Regions from separate parts of the Mus musculus genome. Here region 1 is linked to region 2. Evidence: chromatin contacts called from public HiChIP or PLAC-seq data. All regions are on one chromosome and are shown on one strand. Each heading gives the region's core, a stretch centred on a gene start, on an enhancer-like site or on the middle of the called end of the contact. The rest is flanking DNA. Distances are from core to core; before and after follow the strand shown.

Region 1 (5,745 bases), core at 1,037-3,536, 65 kb after region 2:
TACATGAATTGTTAATGAAGCATACATTTATAGTGATTTCTGTATATGCTTTTGTTGTACACATGTATGGGATGTTGTAGAATGCAGTGACTTATGATGATGTTCATGTGAACTTCACTTGGGAAGAATGGAATTTGCTGGATCCTTCACAGAAGAGTCTCTACAAAGATGTGATGCTGGAGACCTACAAGAACCTCACTGCTATAGGTAAGAGAGTGAATTATCTTTCACTTTTTAAAATAAGGGGACAAATGTTTCTTTGTTACTGATGCTTTTCTGTAACTTCAGTTGAGAATGAGGAAGAATGAGGTGAATAAATCAGATTCACTAAAGATAGCAACTTAAATTTTGCCTAATTTCCAATAATATACCATACATTTTCGGGTACTATATTTTAGGCTGGATTTGATGTGTAAGAGTTACTCAGGTGGTACTGGTTTTGAAGGCATGAAGGGGTCATGCAGAGCAGCTGAAGCTCAGCACTGTGAGAGGCCAATGGAAGGCCATTGGTGAAGGTGTAGCCTCAGTTGCAATTGATGGCCCAGGACTGAAGGGGTCATGCATTGATTTGGAGATGCCAGTACCATGAGATGATCACCAAGGACAGCAGCAGCAGTGGAGTACAGGCAGCTAGAGCCTAGAAGACAAGATGTGTTCTACAAAGAGCAGGGCTGGAAAAGTGACCCTTGGAGGAATCCAGAAGATCATGAGTGGATCCCAGAGATTGGACAGTTGGAATTTGATTTTGCTTTTCATTGTGACTGTGCCCTGATGCTTTTCCCTCTTGATCTCCTGGGCATATATCCAGAAGATTTTCCAACTGGTAAGAAGGACACATGCTCCACTATGTTTCTAGCAGCCTTATTTATAATAGAGGAATGGATACAGAAAATGTGGTACATTTACACAATGGAGTACTACTCAGCTATTAAAAAGAATGAATTTATGAAATTCCTAGGCAAATGGATGGACCTGGAGGGTATCATCCTGAGTGAGGTAACCCAATAACAAAAGAACTTACATGATATGTACTCACTGTATTGGCTTTTTATGGGGGAAATTGAATCCATTGTTATTGATAGATATTGAAGACCAATGATTGTTAGTTGCTCTTATTTTTGTGGTTGGAGAAAGTAGTGTGTGTGTGTGTGTGTGTGTGTGTGTGTGTGTGTGTGTGTGTGATTTTCTTCTTTTGGGTTTGTTGTGAGATGTTTAATTTCTTGTGTATTCTTGGGTTTACCCTTCTTGAGTTTGAGTTTTGTTTCAAATATCCTCTATAGGGCTGGATTCTTAGACAGATATTTAAATTTGGTTTTGTCATGGAATATCTTGGTTTTTCTATCTATGGTGATTGAGAGTTTTTACTTATAGTAGCCTAGGCTGGCATTTGTATTCTCCTAGCATCTGGATTGTATCTGTCCAGGATCTTCTGGCTTTTAGAGTCTCTGGTGAAAAGTCAGGTATAAATCTGATAGGTCTGGCTTTATATGTTACTTACCCTTTTCCCTTATAATTTTAAATATTCTTTCTCTGATCTATACATTTAGCATTTTGATTATTATGTGGTGAGAAGATTTTCTTCTCAGATCACATCTATTCGATGTTCTGTAGGCTTCTTGTATGTTTCTGGCAATTTCTTTCTTTACGTTAGGAAAGTTTCTTCTATGATTTTATTGAAGATATTTTCTGGTCTTTTGAACAGGAAGTATTCACCCTGATCTGTTCATATAATTCTTAGGTTTGTTAATTTCGTTGTGTCCTAAATTTCCTTTTATTTTGGGTTAGGAACTATTGATACTTTGTATTTTCTTTGACCAATGTGTCAATATCTTCTATGGTATATTCTACAATTGAGATTCTCTCTTCAATTTTTTTTTTTTTTTTTTTTTTTTTTTGGTTATGTTGGTGATCCCTGCATCCGTAGTTTTTCTTCTCTTTCCTAGGTTTCAATCACTAGGGATGCCTCCATTTGTGATTTCTTTATTGTTTCTATTTCCATTTTCATTCTTGGACCATTTTGTTAAATTCTGTCATTTGTTTGGGCTTTTCAGTATTTCTTCAAGGAAGTTATTTGTTTTCTCTTTAAGGGATTCTACTTCTTTGCCTGTGGTTTCCTGTATTTCTTTAAGGGAGTTATTTATATCCTCCTTAAAGGCCTCTATCTTCTTCATGAGATAGGATTTTAGATGAGAATCTTGCTTTTCACGCATGTTAGGCTACCCTGCACTTGCTGTGGTGGAAGAACTCTGTTTTGATGGTGCCAAATTGCATTGCTTCCTGTTGCCTATGTTCCCTAGCTTGCCCTTGGCCAACTCATTTTCTCTGGTGTTAACTGGCCTGGGTGTCTTGGACTGGAGAAGACCTCCTTAGAGGCAGGTAGAGTTATGTGACTAGGGTCAGAGCAGGCCTCCTGGGAGGCAGGCTGTATAGTCTCTGGCCAGGGTAGGCCTCTTGTATCTCTTCTTAGAGCAGTCCTTCTGTATCCTTGGTTAGAGAAGACTGCCTAGGAGACAGGCAGACTGTTGGGGGTTGGGCAAGAACACTGATCCGTTTAGGGTGCAGAAGGGAAGGCTGATGGGGCTCAGGCAGAGAGATATCCCACACCTGCTGGGCTTGGGGGGGGCGGGTCCCAGATAGCATGTATAATGGGGCAGGAGTCTCATTTGTGTTCTTGGTTAGTGCAGACATCCTAGGAGACAGGCAGACTGTGCTGTCTGTGGAGCTGGCATGAAGATCTGACATGGATGCAAGTGGAGATTCAGTCCTGATTTATTTCAAACATCCAGACAGTCATTCTAACCTTTTGTTTAGTTTTGAGAAGGCAAAAAAATTAATTAACTCCATTTTTCTAAAACAGAAATATGCATCAAGGTAAGCAATGTATTTTAAGAATTGTGACCTTATTATTATTGTAGCTCTAAAGAAATGCTTAAGTCCCTGAACAGGATAAGAGCTATAACTGTTAAAGATAAATGAAAATAATGAATTCCCTATCAGTTACCAACACTGATTTCATTATTCACAAATCCCCACCACTATATGCATGGTTGCTTGCACTCATGGATACAAAGAAATTACATCAGGAGCGAGTAAGAGCCTGCTGTTTTGTCTGTTTCCCTTGCAGTGAGAATGAGGTTTAAAATGACACATGTGAATATTCTCTTCAGAAAAAAAATTCTGAAGATCAATTATCTTCTCCCTCTTTGCTCACTAAAACACTGTAGGAACATAGAAAGCAAGTGGTGATGTAAACTCACTTGGTTCTTAATGTAATCAATTAAGCTGATGAATAGCTTTTCCCCAAAATAGCAGTTACCCTGTTACTTAAACTGCATATTTGGGTCACTTTACAATGCCTGCAAAGAATACATTTTCCAGAAAAGTATTGGGCAAAGAATCAGATTTAAAACTGCTTTCTTTCTCAGATATTGTTCCATGTCATATTATTTATGCATATGTGTAATCATGCCCTTCCTTGATCCTATATACATGTCCTATCTTCCTAGAGTGAAACTTGATCCTTAAAATGTTCAAATAATAAGAAATATTTTCTAAATTATTTCCAAAGAAATATGTGTGTTTATGGACATTAAAATTGGACATTTCCTAAGAACCCTCAGAAACAAGGATGCTGAAGTTTACATCTATAATCACATTGTGATTAGGGCTTTGTGAGGAATCAGGACAATAGCTAGTATCCTGTTGCCAGCTAGCATTTCGCATGTAATGAGAACAACCTGTCATGATGGCTCAAATATGGTAAAGTGTAAGAATGCTACTGGAAACTGTCTTTTCACTATTGTATAAATGTCTTTGCACTGACAAAGTTACTAACACAGTATTTCACAAACTTATACCTATATGTGTTTGCACTAAACAAACTTCATTGATCTATGTCAAAAAGCCTATATATATATATATATATATATATATATATATATATATATATATACATATATATATATATATATATATATATACATATATATGTATGTATGTATATATTTCAAACATAGAATTGTTTAGCACATGATTAATGAGTAGATTGAATTACCTGTTGTCCTCTTGTTTAAGAGTGAGAAATGAAATAGAAATAGATGTGAATTTAGTTAAGTTCATATATAATCCTTATAGAGAAATTTTTGAAAATGGCCAAATGTTGAGAACTCATAAAATGAATAAGTTAAACTCTTGATTAATGATATTAGGCTGAATGGTGTCATGCAAGCTGCATCAATAGTAATGGAATGACAGCTCAATATAAACAATGATTACTCAAGAACTTAGATGCCAGTTTTATCCTATGGGTGATGATACAATAGCCAAAGTCATTAAGATAGTCAAACTGCTGAATGTTCTGAATGTTATAAAAACCACACAAGTATTTTCCCTCACCCTGAACAGTCTCTGGAATTGTAAGTAGCCAATTTAAGTGGGAGTGGATGGGTAGGGGAGCAGGGCAGAGGGAGGGTATAGGGAACTTTTGGGATAGGGAACTTTTGAAATGTATATAAAGAAAATATCTAATAAAAAAAACAATTTAAGCTTTCAAACATACCCAATTTAGGCTATTTTACTTCATCATTTACAATGCCTTAGGAAACTTATTTCTTTAATGAATACACAAATAAAAACTATGGAAGATGATAAAGAGGAAATTGATTATTTTTATCTTCTTCATGAAGATGATATGCTTCATGGAGTGGCAAGTGTTGCTATAGCATAATTGACCAGGATAGTGCTTTACAGCAACAATAAAGGCAATTTCTGCTCAACTTTAAAATGTTTGCTTGATTTATACAGGGAGTGAGAGAAATATTGAATCAACAGTGGATTTTCCCTTGGGCTTCTGCAGACCAAGGAGCAGTATGTCAAGTGTAGAGATGATACACATGCCAACTCAGAGCAAACCCTTTGCCTTCAATAAACTGTCATTATCGACTTAAGAATCTCTCTTGGGGATGTCTAACCTGAATGGCTTTGTTGCCATAGACCTTCTTAGGCTTTTTCTGAATTACCATGACACCCACACTGTCACTCAAGTTTTTCATTGTAGTCATTCTGAGTGCAGTAGGATGGAATCTCAGAGACATTTTGATTAGTCTTTCCTCGATATTAAGGAGGATGAACACTTTTAATTTCTTCTTGGTCAATAGAGATTCTTCTGTTGAGACTTCTGTTTAGCTCTGCATATCATTTTGAACTGGATTATCTGATTTGTTGATGTCCAATTTCATACAAGCTCTCCATCAGGTATTGTGTTGTTGCAGATATTTTCCCATTCTTTAGATTTCAGTTTTCCCCTTTGATAGCACCTTTTGCCTTACAAAATATTTTCTTCTTCTTGATGTCCCATTTATTAATTGTTCGTCTTAGAACCTGAGCTGTTGGTGTTTTATTCAGGAAGTTGTTTCCTGGGACTATAGATTCAAGATTATTCCCCATTTTCTCTTCTATTAAATTTAGTGTATCTGGTTTCTGTTTGAGGTCTTTGATCCACTTAGTCTTCAGTTTTTATAGGGTGATAGACAGATCAATTTTTATTCTTCCACAAGCAGACATCCTCTTGGAACAACACCATTTGTTGAAGATGCTTTCATTTTTCCATTGTATAGTTTTGGGTTCTTTGTCAAATATCAAGTATCCATAGTTGTATGGATTTATTTTGAGGTCTTCATTTAATTCCATCAATCAATCTGTTTGTTTTTAAGTTCATAGCATGTGTTTTTGTTTGTTTATTGTTTT
Region 2 (5,470 bases), core at 2,828-5,327:
TGTACAACCACTCTGGAAATCAGTCTGGCGGTTCCTCAGAAAATTGGACATAGTACTACCGGAAGATCCAGCAATACCTCTTCTGGGCATATATCCAGAAGATGCCCCAACCAGTAAGAAGGACACATGCTCCACTATGTTCATAGCAGCCTTATTTATAATAGCCAGAAGCTGGGAAGAACCCAGATGCCCCTCAACAGAGGAATGGATACAGAAAATGTGGTACATTTACACAATGGAGTACTACTCAGCTATTAAAAAGAATGAATTTATGAAATTCCTAGGCAAATGGATGGACCTGGAGGGCATCATCCTGAGTGAGGTAACCCAATCACAAAGGAACTCTCACAATATGTACTCACTGATAAGTGGATATTAGCCCAGAAACTTAGGATACCCAAGATATAAGATACAATTTGCTAAACACATTAAACTCAAGAGAATGAAGACCAAAGTGTGGACACTTTGCCCCTTCTTAGAATAGGAAACAAAACACCCATGGAAGGAGTTACAGAGACAAAATTTGGAAGTGTGACGAAAGGATGGACCATCTAGTGATTGCCATATCCAGAGATCCATCCCATAATCAGCTTCGAAACGCTGACACCATTGCATACACTAGCAAGATTTTGCTGAAAGGACCCAGATGTAGCTGTCTCGTGTGAGACTATGCCAGGGCCTAGCAAACACAAAAGTGGATGCTCACAGTCAGCTATTGAATGGACCACAGGGCCCCCAATGGAGGAACAAGAGAAAGCACCCAAGGAACTAAAGGGAACTGTAACCCTATAAGTGGAACAACAATATGAACTAAGCAGTACCCCGGAGCTCTTGTCTCTAGCTGCATATGTATCAAAAGATGGCCTAGTCGGCCATCACTGCAAAGAGAGGCCCATTGGACTTGCAAACTTTATATGCCCCAGTACAGGGGAACGCCAGGGCCAAAAAGGGGGAGTGGGTGGGTAGGGGAGTGGGGGGGTGGGTATGGGGGACTTTTGGTATAGCATTGGAAATGTAAATGAGCTAAATACCTAATAAAAAATGGAAAAAAAAAAAGAGCACCGACCGCTCTTCCAAAGGTCCCAAGTTCAGATACCAGCAACCACATACTGGCTCACAACCATCCATAATAAAATCTGATGCCCTCTTCTGGAGTGAGTGAAGACAGCTACAGAGTACTTACATATAATAAATAAATAAATCTTAATTTAAAAAAAAAAGAATCTGCCAAAAAATAAGAAAAAAGAAAGAAAAAGAAAGAAAAAATCTGGAAGGGAAGCAGAGCAAGGCAGCTGGCTCTTGTTCCTCACCCCTTCTCTGAACACATATCAGAAGAAACAAGTTGAACGTGAACTACAGCAAATTAGAGTGCATTCACTTTAAGGTGTTTGGATCATACCCATACCCATTTTATCATGACTCTGGTCTTCAAAGACCCACAGTGCAAGACACAGGGAGTGTAGGCTGGTTGTGTGCTAGGGCAAGAAAAGTCCCCAACCCTTACAATTCAGTTTCAGTTTCACCTTCTCCAGCTGGTGAGTCACTTCTTTCCAGGTTCTGTCCCTGTCTCTGAAGCCATTTCTCTTCTTTCCACTTCTTTCCCTCTTCTACTCCATGCCTTCTTTCTTCTCTTTTTCTAAATAATTTTTTAATTATTTATTTATTCACTTTACAAGCCCCTCTTTCTTAGAGCATGACAAGGAGAACGCTGAACTAAGTCTCCTGCACTGACCCTTCTCAGGAGCTTCTGCAGATATCTTCTGATCAGAAATCAGCTTCTGTCTCATTTCCTTTGAGGAACTGATGCATAAGGCTACATTCTACAACACTCTTCCCCTTCTTCCAGCTATTACAGTTTTTTGTCCCCTCATCCATAGTGTTCTGCCAGCCTTGGGGATGGGGGGGGGGGTGACACTGATGTCCTGTTTCTGACTGAGCACTAAACAGACACATATTCTTAGCACTTGACAGTTATGAGTCTCTGCATTAACTGCTGCCCATAGCCCATAACAGAAGGAAGTTTCTCAGATTAGCATATTTTGAAATTTTAATCTCCAAGGTGATGATATTAAAAGACAGCGATTTAGGAAATGGTTGGTTCATTAGGACAGAGAATTTATGAATTAAATTAATACCCTTGTTAAAAAAATTAAATTAATACCCTTGTTAAAAAAAATTCCCTTGTTATCATGTGAAGACAGACAAAAGACATGTGAACTAGGCAGCAACCCCTCACCAGACACATGCTCAATTTGAACATGGATTTCAAGCCTTTAGAACTGATGGAAAATAGATTTCTTTTGCTTATAAACTACCCACTTTGTTTTTAGAATTACAGTCTGCTGTATGACACTGTTCTGGTAAGTTTCAGGGACTTCTTGAAGATTTTGAATTGTTTACTTTCTAGATTTTAAATTCAGAAAGGAATGTTGAATGAACTCTAGAACATTCCAGTCTTAAGAAGCTTCCCTCTAAGATCAAATGTTTTATCTCAGAAGAAATTGCTATAGAACATAGCCCAAGCAAACTAGGAAAGTTTCACTTCTAAATTGCCTGTTTTTCTTTCTACCTCCTCCACTTTCCTCTGAGAGGTTACTTTATGCCTTCCTTTCTTCTAGGTAGAGAGAGCAAATTTGAAACTATTAAAGTCCATGGATTACTCCAAATAGAGTTTGTTTGCTTGCTTGTTTGTTGTAAACTTTCAGGGTAACTGGCTCCCATACTATTCAATCCCCAAATGGTCCTTCTCCACTGCAGGTCCATCTGATCCTAGGTGTTAGCAATTTCTCTAGGCTCTGCCTAACAGTTAGTTAGCAACAGTCAGGTATGAGCCTGGCTTGAATATAAAGACTGGACTGTTCAACTCTCTCTCTCCATCTCCATCTCCCTCTCTCTCCATCTCTTCCCCCCTCCCTCTATTCCCTACGTGTCCCTGGCTGTTTTCTCCCTCTATTCCTCTTTCTTCTCTTTTTATCCTTCTCTGTCCCCATTTCCCTGCCTTAACCCCTTTCTAGGTCTCTGCTTTCCTCCCTGGCTCCCTTACCCCAATAATCTTCCTTTGTACTTGGCCTGTCCTGTGGCATGACTGTTCAGAGGGACAAATTGACAGGGGCCATTGAGGTGCACCCTCCTGAATTATTACACCATGTGGTTCATAAAACAAAACACTAGGGTTGGTGTAAAACACCATCTAAATTTGATTGGGGTCTCCATAAGCCCCAATTCCTCTGAACTGAAAGGGCTTAGACAGAAGAAAGCCCATCAAACAGTACAGGGCCAAAGACACAAATACCAGTGTGTAACCCAGAGTACAGCCAAAGACACAAATACCAGTGTAACCCAGAAAGAACAGAAACAACTTTCCAAAACTAACACAGTCAATCATACCTCAAAAAAAGACAAAGCAGAGCTGGTGAGGTGTCTGGGTAGGTATAGCACTTGTGCACTGGGAATCACCACAAGGTGGCATTGTTCTCTAATCTCCACATACACCCTGGGACACATGTGCCCTGTGTGTGTGTGTGTGTGTGTGTGTGTGTGTGTGTGTGTGTGTGTGTGTGTGTGACACATTTTCCAGAAACAAACAGAGACAGTCATTCAGAAAAATAAACTGCTCCATCTTCCTCGAAGATGCACATTTCAGATGTTTATGAACATCCCCAAGAAGTTAAGCTTTAAATATACAATCTGATCTTTTAAATTTTTGTATTTCCCCAATTTATCTCATCACAGAACCATATATGTAAGAGGTAATGCTTCTTTTCCAGATATTCATTTCCATGGATGTGTACTTTCACATATATACAGACATTTGGAAGGTAACCAGTGTCACAGCTTTAGTGGACTTGATCTCTGAAAGAACATCTTCTGACTGACTGTTCTTCAGTTCTGCTGAACTTCAGTTTATCTAGACAGAGGAAATCGCTCCACCAAGAAGAGTGATTTAGGAGAAGGCATAGGCTAGAAGAGTGATAGTTCCACTTCTCAAGATCTTTTACTCCCAGAATGCACAGGCAAAGGTCAACAGTACCTACCCAGACATACTTCTCCTTGTAAGAAACCCTGATGAGTTGCCACTGTTTCCTCCTTTCTACTCACAGTGTTTCCCACTAAAGCCCAGTCTGGCCTGGACGTCACTATGTAGTACTTGGCAACCTTTTTGCTTTTACTTCCCAAGTGCTAAGATTATAGTCAGGAGCTCTGTCTCTCCTCCTACTCTGGTTCTTGAGTACATATAGGAAGCAAATCACTAAACATCTCACATGAGCAGTTTTTAAAAAAAAAAAAAAAAAACAGATTCCTACACAAAGTAGTGTTTTTTCATATCATAGGAGACCAGCTTCTCATGGAGCAGATGTCATGCATCTGGGCCTGAGCAGAGGGGCCCAGCTGCTAGGCAGAGCAGGGCTCTGAGCAGCAGCTTCCTCTCTGGGCAGCTGTCCTGGCTGTGCCCCAAATCTGGGCAACCTTCCAGATGAGCCTTAGCTCCTAGCTTCAAACTTGTGCCTGGCCCCTCCATCTGTCCATCAGAACTCAGAAGTGGTTTGGACATTGCATATGTACAGATATTATTCAAAGGTGATATATATTTGGCTTAACATTTTCTGTTACCCTTATAACTCATTACCATGTCTTACTTAATATTCTCATTCTATAACAAATCATATGATAGATATTAGACAATTAATAAAATAACTAGTATAGATGCTATAGGGATTACTATAATATAGTATAGATGTTATAGTGAGTAATCACTTTAGTTAAATAAATTCTATAAATCCTTAATTTTAGTGGCATTTACTAATTGTATAATTACATTGAATTATTTATTAATATGAGATAAAGCTTCCATCTATTGGCTCTCTTTTGTTAGCTCACAAAACTGAAGAAAATATCTTAGTTATTTTTATTTTTTATTTCTATTAGATATTTATTTTATTTACATTTTAAATGTTGTCCCCTCTCATGGTCTTAGTTATTTTTCTTACAAAAGCAATGTGGTGAAATATAATATAGTAGAAATATTTTCAAATTTACAAAAGCAATATAATTGTGTCAGTGTTACTCTTAAAATACTTTTTGTAGCAATTTAGCAATCAGGAGAATATATTTTTAAAAGGGTTCTTCTGTAGAATAAAAACATTTGGAACCCATTCTGCAGTGTCTTTATTATGGTGATGTCCCAGTAGATGATACAATTTACAATGTCTGAGCACTCTGATGTCTTTCATCCTTATGTCATTCATCATTTCCCTCTTCTCCATCATGAAATGATGTGTGTGACAGTCATTTCACTAAACTCAAAAGACTTAGTCAGGACTACCCTTCTTTTAGTTCTGGAGATACCAGAATATAAAAATACTAGTAAGTTCACATATACACTCTAAAGGGGCTAGAGTTATACTGAATGAAATTAAATTCCCTCCCCCGATAAAGGTAAAAGCCTGACTAGAAATAGCAAAATTCAATG

What was found. HiChIP or PLAC-seq counts read pairs in DNA pulled down with a chosen protein or histone mark.
Region 1: an H3K4me3 HiChIP or PLAC-seq map of the SCID.adh cell line shows a contact between it and region 2, with 8 read pairs. The contact joins two enhancer-like sites. A contact is called at or near these places in 2 of 39 promoter capture datasets (the C10 cell line and pre-B cells), 1 of 15 datasets of contacts at CTCF or cohesin (CD8 T cells), 1 of 115 datasets of contacts at active chromatin or transcription factors (the SCID.adh cell line) and 1 of 9 other capture datasets (pancreatic islet).

The regions. Positions count from the first base shown.
Region 1 is chr10:130,377,240-130,382,984 of GRCm38.p6, forward strand. No RefSeq gene overlaps it. Among named protein-coding and RNA genes, the nearest start is that of Vmn2r84, 14 kb to the right of the region's middle. Within about 2 kb of position 2,287, at least 4 of the 459 cell types and tissues checked have an H3K27ac peak or open chromatin away from gene starts, as enhancers often do. A contact at or near this core is called in the SCID.adh cell line, where this site is marked.
Region 2 is chr10:130,310,249-130,315,718 of GRCm38.p6, forward strand. No RefSeq gene overlaps it. Among named protein-coding and RNA genes, the nearest start is that of Tespa1, 9.9 kb to the right of the region's middle. Within about 2 kb of position 4,078, at least 71 of the 459 cell types and tissues checked have an H3K27ac peak or open chromatin away from gene starts, as enhancers often do. A contact at or near this core is called in the SCID.adh cell line, where this site is marked.